Linked DNA regions of Mus musculus: regions 1 and 2 are each linked to region 3. Evidence: chromatin contacts called from public promoter capture Hi-C data. All regions are on one chromosome and are shown on one strand. Each heading gives the region's core, a stretch centred on a gene start, on an enhancer-like site or on the middle of the called end of the contact. The rest is flanking DNA. Distances are from core to core; before and after follow the strand shown. Region 1 overlaps Tmem26 (transmembrane protein 26). Region 2 holds the start of Rtkn2 (rhotekin 2). Region 3 holds the start of 4930545H06Rik (RIKEN cDNA 4930545H06 gene).

Region 1 (4,905 bases), core at 113-2,612, 420 kb after region 3:
TCTACTTTACACAGCTCACAACCACTTTAACTCCAGATCCAGGGGGTCTGATGCCATTTTCTAGCCTTTGTGGATACCTGCTTACATGTGGTGTGCATATACAAACACACATATACACACATGCACAAAAACATATATTAATTAACCTTTTTTGAAAAAGAATAAATGTTGAATAATAATTCTCTAAAGATCAGGGCTCAAAAAGTATTTTTCGAATTAACTAGACTTCCATAAGTAAAAGGTCCGTGTGCATGTTTGTAGATTCATCATTTTTATTCAGTCAGTAATTCCTTATTCCCAAATACGAGCATTTAATCAGTTTAGTATTTGCTGAACAGACAGTAACTGAGCACTAAACAAGGTAACAATGTGCTGTCTTGGAGAAGAGGATGTTAAAAATCAGGGAAAGGCAGGGATCAGGAGACAGGTGGTCTGCCTTCAGAAAGCTGATATTATGAAAGCCAACCTAACATCCACGTGATTACAAAATAGCACCGCATTCTTTGGGTCTCATGGACAATGCAGATTCCAAACACTGCCTGCTGTGCCCTGAACGTACAAGTCGGATATAAATAGGCAGACATGCACAGAAGAGTGTCCCCAAAAGGCTTTGGTTGTTAGGGGGCAAGGAGATGCCCATGTGTAAAGGTGTTCGCCATCCTTTTTTCAAAGCTCAGCCACATTAGGCATGCTGATCTGAACAAGGGACATAGTTTGTTAGGGGAGGCAGTGCATAGAGTAGAATGTGAATTATTCCTCAACCTGAGTCTCTCTTCTCACCTTCTTGTGTGTCACAGAGTCCTAAGAAGGAAGGGTTGAAGAAAGGAATATTCCCCAAAACTGTTTTTGCTTTAGCAGCACTGGGGCTGGAAGCCAAGGCTCCAGAAGAGCTATACCACTAATCTATTCCACATTTTCTTTGGTTTTATTTTGCTTTGTTTTTAGGTAAACAGTAAGTTGGGGCTGAAGTTGCTGGTCTTGAAAGGATGTGCTAGGGGTAAGGCACAAAAAAACAGGTCCCGGAGCCCTGACTATGGGGTGAATGAGGTTAGACTTTCTATATTTCCTAACACAGAAATTCTTGAATATTGAGTTGAGAGAGAGAGAGAGAAAGAGTGTGTGTGTGTGTGTGTGTGTGTGTGTGTGTGTGTGTGTGTTTGCTGAGCTAATCTCCTAATTAAGGGGAATACACTGAAAAGGGATAATGATACTTTTTCTAATTATAGAAATGGATCTAACGCATCAGAGATATTAAGGTCATTGGTTTATTTTCAACTTCCTTTGAGTTCTACTGTGTTCTGTGCCTAGCACCTCCCCCAGATTATTATTTTAACAGTATTACTGGGGATGTTAGGCTCGAGATTAACTTGAGGTTAACAAACTTTTGTTTTGCCAACATTCGCTATGTCCAAACACAAGCAATTGACATATGCAGCTTGCCCTCTGACCAAAATTGACGTTCTTCCTCGTGTCTCTCAGCAAATCTTCCTCATGTTTCCTGTGATACATAAGGTCAAAGAGTCGATGGTTTCTTTCTTTTAAGAGCATGCCCGACATGAGTTTTTGACATTTCTCTGCAGCTCAGACATCTTCCAAGTTAGAGTTTAATAATATCTTGACCCATAACCTTTTGCTTCAAAATTGGTTTTGGCAAGAAATCAAAAGTAGAAGAGTGTCTATATTAAATATTGATTTTTAAAGACGTTTTTCTTGCCCTTTCTATTTCTTTCTTTTTCTCAGAAGATTAAAGACAATAACGAAGGTTAAATAGCCTTTTAAAACTTCACCCATTTTTCCTTTTTCCCCTGTTACTTTATTTATTTATTTATTTATTTATTTATCTCTCTACCTTATAATAATGTCATTTGGGTAAAGTTTAATCTCGCAACTACAAATAAGTACTAAAAACATTTTTACTAAAAATGAATTAACTTAATAATTTGACTTTGAGATACTCTTATCAAGAAAGAATTTAATCCAAAACCAAACACAATTTGAAGAAATAAGCTTGAAAAAGAACCTTACTTGTCTCTTATTATTATTTATCATCATCATCTTTGTTTGGTTTTAAAAAGAAAAGTCTTAATATGCATCACGAATTGGCCTCACGATTGCAATCCTCCTGCATCTCAACCTCCAGGGTACTGAGATTACAGGTGTGCATCACTGTGCCCAACTTATTATTTCAAATTATCTAGATTCACTTCCATTGCCCACTGTACTGGTTTTATTTCCTTTCCTGTGATAGAAAACATCCTGGCGCAAAGGCAACTTAGAGAAGAAAGGCTTCATTTGGTTTCTGATCCCAGGTCACAGTCTGTTATTATGTGGAAGTCAAGGCAGGAACTTGATGTTTCATATGCACAGCCAGAGCACAGAGAGGACAAATGCTTGGGATTTTGCATGCTTCATTCGTAGCTGTCTTCTTGCTTACACAGTTCAGAGGGCAGGCATAGGGGATGGTGCCACCCACCTACACACTGAATCTGCCCAACTCAATCTCAGTCAAGAAAATCTCTCTCACCCATGCCCACAGGCAACCCAATTAGACAATTCCTCTCTAAGAGTCTATTTCCTGGTGTCTTAGTCAGGGTTTCTATTCCTGCACAAACATCATGACCAAGAAGCAAGTTGAGGAGGAAAGGGTTTATTTGGCTTACACATCCATACTGCTGTTCGTCACCAAAGGAAGTCAGGACTGGAACTCAAGCAAGCCAGGAAGCAGGAGCTGATTCAGAGGCCATGGAGGGATGTTCTTTACTGGCTTGCCTCACCTGGCTTGCTCAGCCTGCTCTCTTATAGAACCCAAGACTACCAGCCCAGAGATGGTCCCACCCACAAGGGGCCTTTCCCCCTTGATCACTAATTGAGAAAATGCCTTACAGTTGGATCTCATGGAGGCATTTCCTCAACTGAAGCTCCTTTCTCTGTGATAACTCCAGCTGTGTCAAGTTGACACAAAACTAGCCAGTACACCTGGTGATTCAGGATTGTGAAACTAAGGGGCAGAGGTAGAATTTCTCAATAAGCACCAGGATAAGCTGTTGTCCACTGAGCTCATCCACCTGATGCTGAGGCATACTGATCCTCACCAGGCCAATGCTGCTACTGTGTGCTAGCATGGTTTTGTTGCAGATTCATATTCATAAGTGAGGTAGGATTTGTAAATTAAATGATATGATACAAGTGACTCCTAGTCCAACGAAACTGCTTTTAACAAGGGAAGGGAGTTGAGAGGGCTCTTTTAAACATGCATGCTGAGACAAGGCTATGCAAACACATCACACAAAACTTCTAATGTAGGAGCTGGAATGGGAGACTCACTGAACCCCCATCACACTGATCCTCTGTCACCATAAAACTCTGAGAAAGTCAACTCCATTGGCAAGGCCATGCAAATTGACCCTTGGTATGAAGAGGTGATTGTCACCATGCTTTTGCTGCTGTGTGCATTGGAAAATGAATTAGGAGATCGTCAGCTCAAGTCATTTGAACCTGAGTGTGTCTCCATTGGTCCTCTCTTCAGAGCTCCTTCTGAATTTTGAATCAGGAAATAACAAATATTGATGTGATGGTTTGTATATGCTCAGCCCAGGAAGTGGCACTATTAGGAGGTGTGGCCTCTGTTGGAGTAGATATGTCACTGTGGGTATGGGTTATAAGACCCTCATCTTAACTTTCTGTAAGACAGTCTTCTCCTAGCAGCCTTCAGATGAAGATGTAGAACTCTCAGCTCCTCCTACACTACGCCTGCCTGGATGCTGCCATGTGTCCCATCATGATGATAATAGACTGAACCTCTGAACCTGTAAGCCAGCCCCAATTAAATATTGTTCTTACTAGGGTCGCCTTGGTCATGGTGTCTGTTCAGAGCAGTAAAACCCTAACCAAGACAATAGAACTAACCTCTCGAAAGCTCCCAAATGTTTAGATGTCTTTTTTCTTCATTTCTTTCTTTTAATTTTTCAGGTTTAGCACATGCACAGGAGATCAATGAACCATTCTCCATCCTTGTCCCCACCATTTGGATTTTGTGTTTAGTAAGAGGTTATCATCTGAGAGCTCAGAAGTTCAGGTCGAAGATCAGGGGAAAAATTACTATCAATTTCCTTGAAATTACAAAGTTGAAATAAATCCAGGATTTGCTCTGGCTGCAAAATTTGCTTTCTGTAAAACATCTTAAATAGCAAATAAGCAGTGTTGTGCCTGAATATAATTGATGGTGTCCCAGGATGCCATATTACAGTCAGCTTTTATTAATTGGATTAGGGATTTGGTGAGAATGGCAGCTGGCAGCAGCCTTGCAGTTACTGTGTGCCTCTGTAATCCCTGTGGCAGAAATCATGTAACAATAACCGAGGGTGACTGTGACTGGGCTCAGGCGTTTTCTTGGCTTCTTTTAGGTAGGTAGGTGTGTGTGTGTGTGTGTGTGTGTGTGTGTGTGTGTGTGTGTGTGGTGTACAAATGAGTTCACATTGTGGGAGTTCATTGTGTAGGGGGTATATGTGCACATGGAGGCAAAGGGCAGACATTGGATGCCCTCAGCACGCACTCTTCAACTTCTCAATTGAGACAGAGTGACACACTTGCAGCTAGAATTTAACCATTCAGCCATCCTAGGCAGTTAAGGTGCCTTGGGATCTGACATTAGGTTCTCAGGCTGTACAGCAAACACTCTACCTGCCGAGCCATCTCCTCCACCTCTTAATTGTCTTCCCTGAAATTTTAAAAAAACAAAAGCTAAAGCCTCTTTCTCTGTCCTCAGGCTTTCTCCGGCCATCTTTGTGTACCTGGTCAACATCATGCCGTCCCTGTGGCTTCTTGAAATGCACCATGGAAACCAGGTATTTGTTCCTAAAAAGATGGTGGCTTTGAGCAGCCATCCACTCGCAGAATAGTGATTTG
Region 2 (4,546 bases), core at 1,467-3,966, 340 kb before region 3:
ATTATAATAATGATCCTATTATTCAACCTCCAGCTGAAGGAAACCCAAGCATGTGGGTGGCTACCTAACATATCCTTGGAGAGCCTGAGGAGAGTTGAAGGATGCCTCAACTTGGCTCTCAAACACTTAAAAATAATACTTATTGAGGCTGGAGAGATGGCTCAGTGGCTAAGGGAACTGGCTGCTCTTCCAGCCGTCCTAAGTTCAATTCCCAGCAACCACATGGTGGCTCACAACCATCTGTAATGGAATCCGATGCTTCTTCTGGCGTGTATGAAGAGTGACATTGTACTCACATACCTTAAATAAGTAAAAATGAAATAATACTACTTATTATTTTCTTTTAGTTGTAAAATAACTACCTTGCTAGATAAATAAGTTCTCAAATGACTACAACTACTTCTTGTGAACTCTTTAACCAGTTTTATTTTATGTTTGACAGTGTCTCTTGAAACCACAGGAGCCTCACCTCACTTTGTAGGCAAGAATAATTTGTAACTTTTGGTTGTATTGGCCCTACCTCTGGAGCACTTAGATTATTGGCATGTATTGCCACGCCCAGTTGAAGCCAAGCTGGGAGATGAACTCAGGACCTTGTGCAGGCAAGCATCCTGCCACGTGGGGCGCATCCTCAGCTACCACTCTTTAAGCTTCTGGCGTGTTGATGGCTGGTTCTATTTTTATATGCATTGCAGACATCAAAGAGAACTATGTTTGCTGAAACTAGCAGTAACAAAAAAGAAAAAAAAAAAGCTTGAGGATAAATAAGGAAACAGAAATCCTATTCTGAGGTACTTTAATCACCAGCTGGCTTAAGCACTTCCGGGACACATCCCCTGATGACTTAGAAAGAGATAGGCCCACATCATTTCTTCTACAAAGAGAAAGGTCTTTCATAGCAACTATCTATAGTCTATAGGTAAGAACCCACACACATCCTCTTCTAGATTTCTTCCTAGGATTATTAAACCTGCGATACTCAGCCACCAGTATTTCCACATTGGTGATCAATTTGAAACTGGTGTATCATTTTGGTTTTCTCTCTCAGGGTGTTTTAATCTGAGTTTGAATACAGTGTATATTATGTGGTAAACGCTGCATGTCTGAAGATCATCTCTCTGTGTCTATTTCGTCTGTGTGTGTGTGTGTGTGTGTGTGTGTGTGTGTGTGTGTGCATGTTTTTGTTTGTGAGTCAGGTGTAATGCCCAGTTCCTGCAGCTCATGTTTGTAGTGCATAATTGCACCACAAAGCAGCAGCACAAGAGACTTGTGCGCTAGGTCAAAGGGCACTTCATGAGAATGGAATTCAGACCTGGGTTTGGAGGCACCTGTGTGAGTTGAGTGTTGGTAATTTTGAGTTTCTTGTGCTTTTACAACGGTGGGTCATTACAGACTGCAAAAGTAAGAGGAAAAGCACTCCTAACTGGATAGCAGCTTCTAGAATCACCTAGTCCAGAGCCTCTCAACCAGGCACTTATCCATTTGAGAGGAAGGAATATATACATATACATATATATATACACACACACACACATATATGTATGTATACACACATATATAAACATACATGTATATATCATATATATTTATATGCATATAAACATATGTATATATTTATACGTATATGCATATATATTTATACATATATGCGTATATATACATACACACAAATTTTCCCTCCCCCCCTCTGTATTCAGTGTAGGGGGGCGGTATGCCCATGTCCTGGCGCATATGTAGATATTACTTTTGGGAGCTGGTTCTCTCCTTCCACCACTTGGATCCTGGGGATTGGAACTTAGGCGGGGAGGTTTGGCATTAGGTGGGCACCATTCCTTGCTGAGCCATCTCACTGGCACACTCAGTTTCTTTTTAAGAAGTCCATCTTTCAACTGACTGCTTTAACAAGGAGGTCTGTAAGTAAGATGACCATATCATTGAAAGTCCACTTTGGAACAAGTGAGATGTCCCCAAAATAAACAGGGTCATTCTGTTTATAAAAGGAGCCTTGCCCAGGCCTTTAATGAGGGTGGTGTAGGAGAGTTGATTTGGTAGAGTCTTCCCTCAGGAGGAAAATGTCCAAAGCCCTACACATTTCCGGTACAAGATATGTCAAGGGGTAATTTTAAACACTTTACAAGGGTGTGTACATCCTCTAATTAAAAGTCTAAGCTGGATAGTTCAGTGGTGGACCAGTTGCTCACTGTGCTTAAGGCCTCGAGTTCAGCATTTCAGCATCTCCCCTTCCTCTTTCTTAATAAAAGCCTGTGCTAATAACGACCAGGCTTCTGGATAGTGTTGTCTGCTGTCACTTTAGAAGCGAACAAACCCGGGGACAGAAGTACTCGCAAAATGTGTCTGTCTGCCCAGCCTTCAAGAGCATGATCTTTGAGTGCAGCCATGTTTGAGAGACAGATAATGGATCCTTATATCCCTGATTGGTCTGTCGGGTCCGGTCAGTTCATGCCTTTAAACAACTTCGGGCGGGATGCAAGAAGAAGGCGCACTTTAAACCTGACAAGAAAACCACCTGCCAAAGATTTCTATGGCGAGCCTTCTCTAAGGCTCCACCCCGCCCACCAGTTGAGGCCCCGCCCACTAGCCGACAAAACCCAGGCGGGTTCAGGCCCCGCCTGCCACAGACCCCACCCACCCGGACTTGCTCTTCGTATTTAGGCCCCGCCTACCACACAACAGGCCCCGCCCACTCCCCGCCCTCGCTTAAGCCCTGCGGTAGCAGAGGGTCTGTTCAGAGTCTCGGGTCTCCGTGCTGTTTTAAAGACAGAGAGGCTCCTAGTACGCTTGCGCGGCGTCGTGGGCCGGGTTCCCCTGCAGACCAGACTTGGTACGGCCGAGCGGTTGGTGCAATCTGCAGCTGCAGCCCTGGGGCGCGCTTTTCAAATCGGCCGTGCCTTGCACCGAGATGGAGGGGCAGCTGCTGAGGGGTCTCGCCGCGCAGCAGGTGAGCGAGGCAGGGGACTGGAGAGCTGCAGCCTGGGCCGAGACCGAGAGCCGGGCGAGCTCCGCGGCTTGCACGCCTGAAGGGTGCACCGAAGGAGGAGAGCGAGGCCGGGGGCAACAGGAGGACGCCGGGGCCCATCCCACCTGCCGGTCTTCCAAGGCTTGCAGGGGAGGTGATGCTCCGGGAGTCGGTGCTCGAGTTGCTCCCCGGCCCGCGCAGCTGGGCGTGTAATGCAAGGTGCTGCTTGTAGCCGTGTGAGCCAGCATCAAACTGTGGGGCGCCGCGGGGTGAACGCTCAAATGGCATGTTCTTAGCTTTCCAGGAAGGTGTAAGTTTAAACATGGATACATGCACAAATACTAGGAAAAAAGGAGGACGAATCCAGTGTTTGTTTGTTTTTTAGCTATCTAAAATATGTTCAAAATCTTTTACACTTAGTGTAGTCGAGAATATTTCTTGGGAACCCCAGTCAAGTGTTAAAAGTATTCTTCCTGTTCATTATTTTAGTATTTTAATGAAAAGAAACCCCTTATATCCTTGTAGCGACATCTTCATTTTAATTTTAATTTTCACCTCTTACCGGCTCCTGAAGTATAGTAGTTCGAACCATATACTCTTGCCAGATTTGTGGGTCGAGGCGAATACTGCAGGATCATAGAATTTCTTTAGTAGATGCAGTATTGTTAGGAAGTCCTCTGTAATTCTCTGGAATGTTGAGCCAGGCTTTGTTTGAGTTATTGTGCAAACCATATTAGTAGTCACAAGACGTGTTTGCTACAAACATACACAAAACTTTCAACTTTCTTGTGAAATATTTCTTATTTTTGTTATGTATTCTAGGTATCCTATTTGCCTTTGTCAAAGGGTAGCCTTGAACTCCTAAAACTCCTCTTGCCTCCACTTTCCTACTATGGACTTTATAGGGCTGCCACACCGAGCCTGACTTAAGATGGAGTGGAGCTGGGTTCTAACCCAGTGCCTTGTGCATTCTAGACAAGCCCTCAATCAGCAGAGCCACACCCCACGCCTATGTTGATGGTTAACACAGCCTCTATTTCTACTGAACTAAATGGAGATCTGTTAAGTTTCTTTTTTTGTTGTTGTTGTTTTGTTGTTTTGTTTGTTTTCGAGACAGGGTTTCTCTGTGTAGCCCTGGTTGTCCTGGAACTCACTCTGTAGACCAGGCTGGCCTCGAACTCAGAAATCCGCCTGCCTCTGCCTCCCGAGTGCTGGGACCAAAAGTGTGCGCCACCATCACCCAGTATCTGTTGAGTTTCTTATGGGGATTGTGTGAGTGCTGGTGTGGCCATCCAAGTGTGCTATTAGTGCGACAGTGACATTCAAGAATGCTACAGAAGAGAAAAGAGGATAACAGAGCTGAGTGTATGGAAGGGAAATATGTGTGTGTGTGTATGTGTGTGTACATATATATGTATATATGTGTGAGTGTGTATGAATGATGCATATAATTTCAATATATATAGCAAATATATTAAGGCTTATTTATGTAAATATGACAAGATAGTAATTTCTAATCCTAATATCAAAACATAGAATTGGCTTTTGTTTGGGTCTTGAAGATAAGCA
Region 3 (4,935 bases), core at 1,217-3,716:
ATGTGTGGCTGGAATTCTGCTCTGCTTGCTGTGGGAACCCACTCTTTCCTTACCGCAGCACTGACATAGTGCCCAGCACATAGTAGGAATCGAGGCTTGCCCCTCAGCTTCTCTGCTTGTATAATGCCTGGGGCCAACCGTCCTCCTGCCTCTGGGCCCTGCCCCTTAGCAACAAGCTTGGCGCTCCAAAGTCTGATCCTCCAGCTAAGAGGAGGAGACAGGGGACAGAAATAGAACAAGAAATCTTGAACATAGATAAAAGGCTTTTTGATATTTGCATGAAATATGCTACTTTAAAAGGAACTATTTTTATAGTATTATCTATAAGAGATTATAGGCAGAAATTAATTTTCTAAGTCTTTCTAGTTAAAACAGTCTGTGCACAGGAGGCATTTAAATTCCTCTTTTAATAAAAACCCATGTATTGTCCTGCAGGCAAAGGGCTTGGTTTCTTTGTATGATTATTTTGCTGTCTCGGAGGCCAAGAGAAATTTGTGAAACGCCATAAAATCTTCTCTGCTTACTTCACCGCATTCCAGACTTGGTCTCTCTTCCTCATGAAGGATTACTGGGGGTGGGGGGGTAGGAGAAGGGCAGAAATATCATAATATAGCAACCCAATAAAGTATTGTCAAGCCATGAAACACAGCAGCGGTAGAAAATAATGCTCATTGAATGAAGAGAGGTTAGGCAGGACTTCCTGCCAGAACTCAGTGAACAGGGGGCTGGCTAGTAACAGGATACAAACTGACTGGGGGACCCCTAAGCAGCTGAAGTGTTAATTTATTAAATATCCCTTGATTTTCAGGGCTTACAATAAAAAGTATTTGTGGTCGGGAGAGTGAGAAAACAGGAAACACAAGTCTTCTAAGCCCGTTTTTATGCTTGGAACAAAACCACCCCTTTATCCAGGCCTGAACCTTGTGTGTTTATCTGAAAGTGCACAGGGAGCAAGCGGCTGCTTCATTTCTATTTAAAGTGCCTCTCTCTTCCACATGGGTTTTGGTGCCAACAGGGAGCCTTCCTGTGGTGCCCGGGGACCCTGCTGTCCTCCTTGTCTGTCTTCTGCCTTGATCTGCAGCGTCCTCCCTGGCTTGATGAGTGTGCCCTGGCTCAGTTTCCCCGCTTTGGTCCAAATTCACAGGGAAGTGGGAAATGGTTTCCTGATCAAAGCTGAACTTGATCTCTATCAAAGAAGCTTTACCAGCCTGGAAATCTGAGCCACTTGAAAATGTAGTTTAGATCCAAGAGGGAAACTACTCAACTGTCCCTGCAGGGCCAGGTTGAAAGAAGAAAGGGGCAGGTCCCCAAATAGGAACTGCCTTTAATGTGATTTCCCCAGAACAGTGTGTTTGACCCGAGCCTCTGTCTTTGTGCTTCATTTCCATTGGCTGTGGCCCGTCTTGTTACAGTAAAGGTTAGGGTGGGAGAGGCCAGAAAGAGAACCCGTTCTCTTCCTCATACTCACAGGGCCGAACATTTCAAATGAAGAAACCATGGGAATGGCTTATAATGGCTTACCTTGTACAGAAGTAAGAAGCCTGATCCCAGGTTGGTAGTCACTCAGGAGCTGGAGACGTGGCTCAGAGGTTGAGAGCACTGCCTGCTCCTCCCCAGGATCCAGGTTCAGTTCCTAGCACCCACATGGCGGGTCACAGTCTTCTATAATGCCAGGGGATCCGACACCCCTCTTCTGGCCTCTGCAGGCACTGCATGCATGTGGCACATGAACACACACGCAGGGGAAACATTCATACACATAAAATAAAGTTTAAAAAAGAAAACAACTTGGGCAAGAGATTTATATCTTTAAACCTCAGTTTCCCCAGACTTTCTATAGGATTAAGGGCAGTTGGTGGTCCTTGTTGATTCACAAATGTCTGTTCTTGACTCCATCCACCGGGTACCTTCTTTACAAAGTACCATTTCTTCCCGAAAAGTCTGGAGCAGGGATGGTTGTAGATTTAACACTGTCCACTTATTTACTTTTCACCGAAGTAGAAGGCTGGCCAGAAGGACTTTAGACCTACAAGTCAGATTTTTGAGCTAAGTCAGTTGGTAGACTGGTTGTCCAGCATGTAAAAAGCCTTAGATTTGATCCATTATCAGATAAACTGGGTGTGCTGGTACATGTCTATAATCCTGCATTCTGGAGGTGGAGGCCATTTTGGGCTTCATAACATGTTTGAGGGCATCCCGGACGACATAACTCCCATGAAACAACAAACCCAAGGACAGCTTAAGGAGTTGAAATGTACAAGTACCTGCTATACGGGAGACAGTTACTCCATCTCATATACTATAGTTCTTGAAGAGGACGAAAGAAAATGTAGGTAGGTGATGTAGACTACTATTCTTATTCTTAGATGGGGGACATCATACCTTCTCTGGCTTAACTGATAAACTGGGGTGACCCAGGCAGAGACACTCAGCTCCACAAATTCAAGTCTTCTCCTCTGTCACAGGTGACCTGTGTGGCAGATTGTGATGCGGGGAGGTGTTGGAGGGGTGGGGGAGGGGACAGCATCAAGACATCTGGTGCTGGTGAATGCCTCGAGATTCCCTCTGTGTTAGTCACGTTGGTTAATTTACACATTGCTGGGGTAAAACAGCTGACAAGCACAACTGAAGAAAAGAAGGATTTATGTCATCACAGTTTGAGGTTACAGTGCAGTTTGGGGATGGGGTGGGGGTGGGGTGTGACCTTGAGGTGGGTACCCATGAGTTTTGCTATCAGGAAGCTAAGGGAGATGAACTCTGGTGTGGAGCCTTTTCATTCAGTTCAGGGCCCCAGCCTGTAGAATGCTCCCATCCATATTTAAGGAGGGTCTTCCCATCCCAGTGAACCCAACTTAGACATTCTGCCACAGACACACCCAGAGACCTATCTCCTAAGTGGTTATAGATCCTGTCAAGTTGACAGTGTTAACTATCATGGTACACCGTGAGTCTGATCCCCTCAGCTGTGTGGAACCAAGGCTGGATTCAAACTGGCCTGGCTTGAGCCCATAGCAAGAGATTTCAGCTTCTTCATGGCATCCCATGGAAGCTATGTTAAGAATAATGCCCAGGTCCCATGAGGCCTAGGGTACAAATCTGGTGAATTCTTTTCCATTGTTTTCTCCATCTTGCTACAATGTAGATGGTAACCACAGGGCCACTAGAGACCTGTGGGATTGGGAGGGACTTTGTGACCATAACTGCTCTGTTGATTAGGCATCAGAAATTTGTTATTCCTGGTTATGCTAGCTTTCTTTGCTCAAGCATGGGAGTGGTTTGTTAAATGGTCCGAAGCCTGTTCCTTTTATGGTACAAACATAATCAAGGTAACAATTACAGTCCATGGCAAGACTCGGTGAGAACATGGTGGTAAAAGAGCAGGCTTGAGGGATGTTAGCTCTCAGGAAGCCTAGGCAGTGTTGCAGTGTTGCAGTGTTTTAAAATCTTTCAAGCATTTCCAACTTTAATGAATGAGAAGGTATTGCCAAGGCTATCTATCTATCTATCTATCTATCTATCTATCTATCTATCTATCTATCTATCATATGTAGATCTTCTATTATTACCTATCCATCTCTCTATCAATCTATCAATCATCTATCTATCATCTATCATATGTAGATCTTCTATTATTACCTATCCATCTCATCTATCTATCAATCTATCAATCTATCAGTCTATCTATCAATCATCTATCTATCTACCTATCTGCTATCTATCATCTGTAGATCTTCTAATTTGCCCATCTATCTCTTGTATGTATGTATGTATGTATGTATGTATGTATCTATCTATCTATCTATCTATCTATCTATCTATCTATCTATCTATCTATCTGTAGATCTTCTATTCTTACCCATCAATTTCTCAACTATATCCACTTATCATTTCTCTATCTTACATGTACCAATCATCTATTCATTCACCAGCCATTGATCCATTCATCCGTCTACTTATCTATTTCCTACCTCAACATTAAAATCTAACATGTGAAGATTTTCTTTTAACTATTCAGAGATTCTGGCAGGACAGTGATGGCTTTTTGTTCCCATAAAGTAGCAATGAAATCAACACAGAGAGGAGCCACTACTATAGATCAGGCATGTGTGCCATGTGTGCTCCTGTTGGTCCTCTCCCTTCACTCTTTGCCCTCTTCACCCATGGATGCTAGTGCTAGGCTTGGCCCAGACTCACAGGAGTGTCTGAACTTTTGACATTAACATTGTAACACAACATGGCTAGCTACGGAGGAGTTGGTCTGTGTACCCAGTTCTCCCAGGATGCATACTACCCACAGGCCACAAGGTAGACTTGCTTGGTAGACTAAGATGGAATCCTGTCAGGCTGACTTGGATCCAGCAGGATACATCACTCTTCTCTCCGGTCTCTCTATCCAGAGGATGAGACCCAACCCCACCTTGCCGCTGTTCCACACCAGAGTCTCTGATCTCCCTTTAAGATTCCTGCACACACAATTTATGGTATATTGCTTTATAGCTCTTGTTACTAATGGACTGTGTAGAGCTCAGCTTTACAGTTAAGGCCAGAGCAGGAAAACCTGTGAGTGGAGGAGAGGCGAATTTAAGTATATTTGCTTTGTGACTTAAGTTGGGTCTCTGGACCTCACCATCTTTCTCTGTAATATGAGAGAACCAGGTGCTATTTATACTCTGCATTCCACAAGAAAACCCTCCACAGTGCTGTGATGTCTGGGTAGGAATTCTTCTCTTTACTTTGTGACCAGGCTGCAGAGTCTGAGCAGAGGTGGCCCACACCTGCCCCCTGGGGCCTTTCTTTGACACACGAGAAGGACCGACAAATTAACAATTACAGAACTTAGTGCCTATACCACACTGGACACTAACACTCTCATATCCTAAAACAGTGTCTAATACACACTAAGTAGTCCCCTGTGTCCTGACCCAGGTCAAGGTG

What was found. Promoter capture Hi-C pulls out the DNA fragments that hold promoters and counts their contacts.
Region 1: a promoter capture Hi-C map of liver shows a contact between it and region 3, with 2.8 times the contacts expected there. The contact joins the enhancer-like site here to the promoter of 4930545H06Rik in region 3. A contact is called at or near these places in 4 of 39 promoter capture datasets (frontonasal cranial neural crest, liver and pre-B cells), 1 of 484 Hi-C or Micro-C datasets (granulocyte-monocyte progenitors) and 1 of 115 datasets of contacts at active chromatin or transcription factors (embryonic stem cells).
Region 2: a contact with region 3 is called in a promoter capture Hi-C map of liver, with 2.9 times the contacts expected there. The contact joins the promoter of Rtkn2 here to the promoter of 4930545H06Rik in region 3. A contact is called at or near these places in 3 of 39 promoter capture datasets (embryonic stem cells, liver and stem cell-derived epiblast-like cells) and 1 of 115 datasets of contacts at active chromatin or transcription factors (bone marrow-derived macrophages).

Annotation. Positions count from the first base shown.
Region 1 is chr10:68,736,154-68,741,058 of GRCm38.p6, forward strand. Tmem26 (transmembrane protein 26) reads left to right here. Exons shown (of 6, transcript NM_177794.3): 2 at 4,766-4,844. Among named protein-coding and RNA genes, the nearest start is that of Tmem26, 15 kb to the left of the region's middle. Within about 2 kb of position 1,363, at least 5 of the 459 cell types and tissues checked have an H3K27ac peak or open chromatin away from gene starts, as enhancers often do. A contact at or near this core is called in liver, where this site is marked.
Region 2 is chr10:67,976,854-67,981,399 of GRCm38.p6, forward strand. Rtkn2 (rhotekin 2) reads left to right here and starts at 2,717. Exons shown (of 12, transcript NM_001359319.1): 1 at 2,717-2,959. The coding sequence starts at 2,921.
Region 3 is chr10:68,318,676-68,323,610 of GRCm38.p6, forward strand. It overlaps 4930545H06Rik (RIKEN cDNA 4930545H06 gene), which reads right to left and starts at 2,467. Exons shown (of 3, transcript NR_045357.1): 1 at 2,383-2,467; 2 at 1,522-2,026; 3 at 390-568.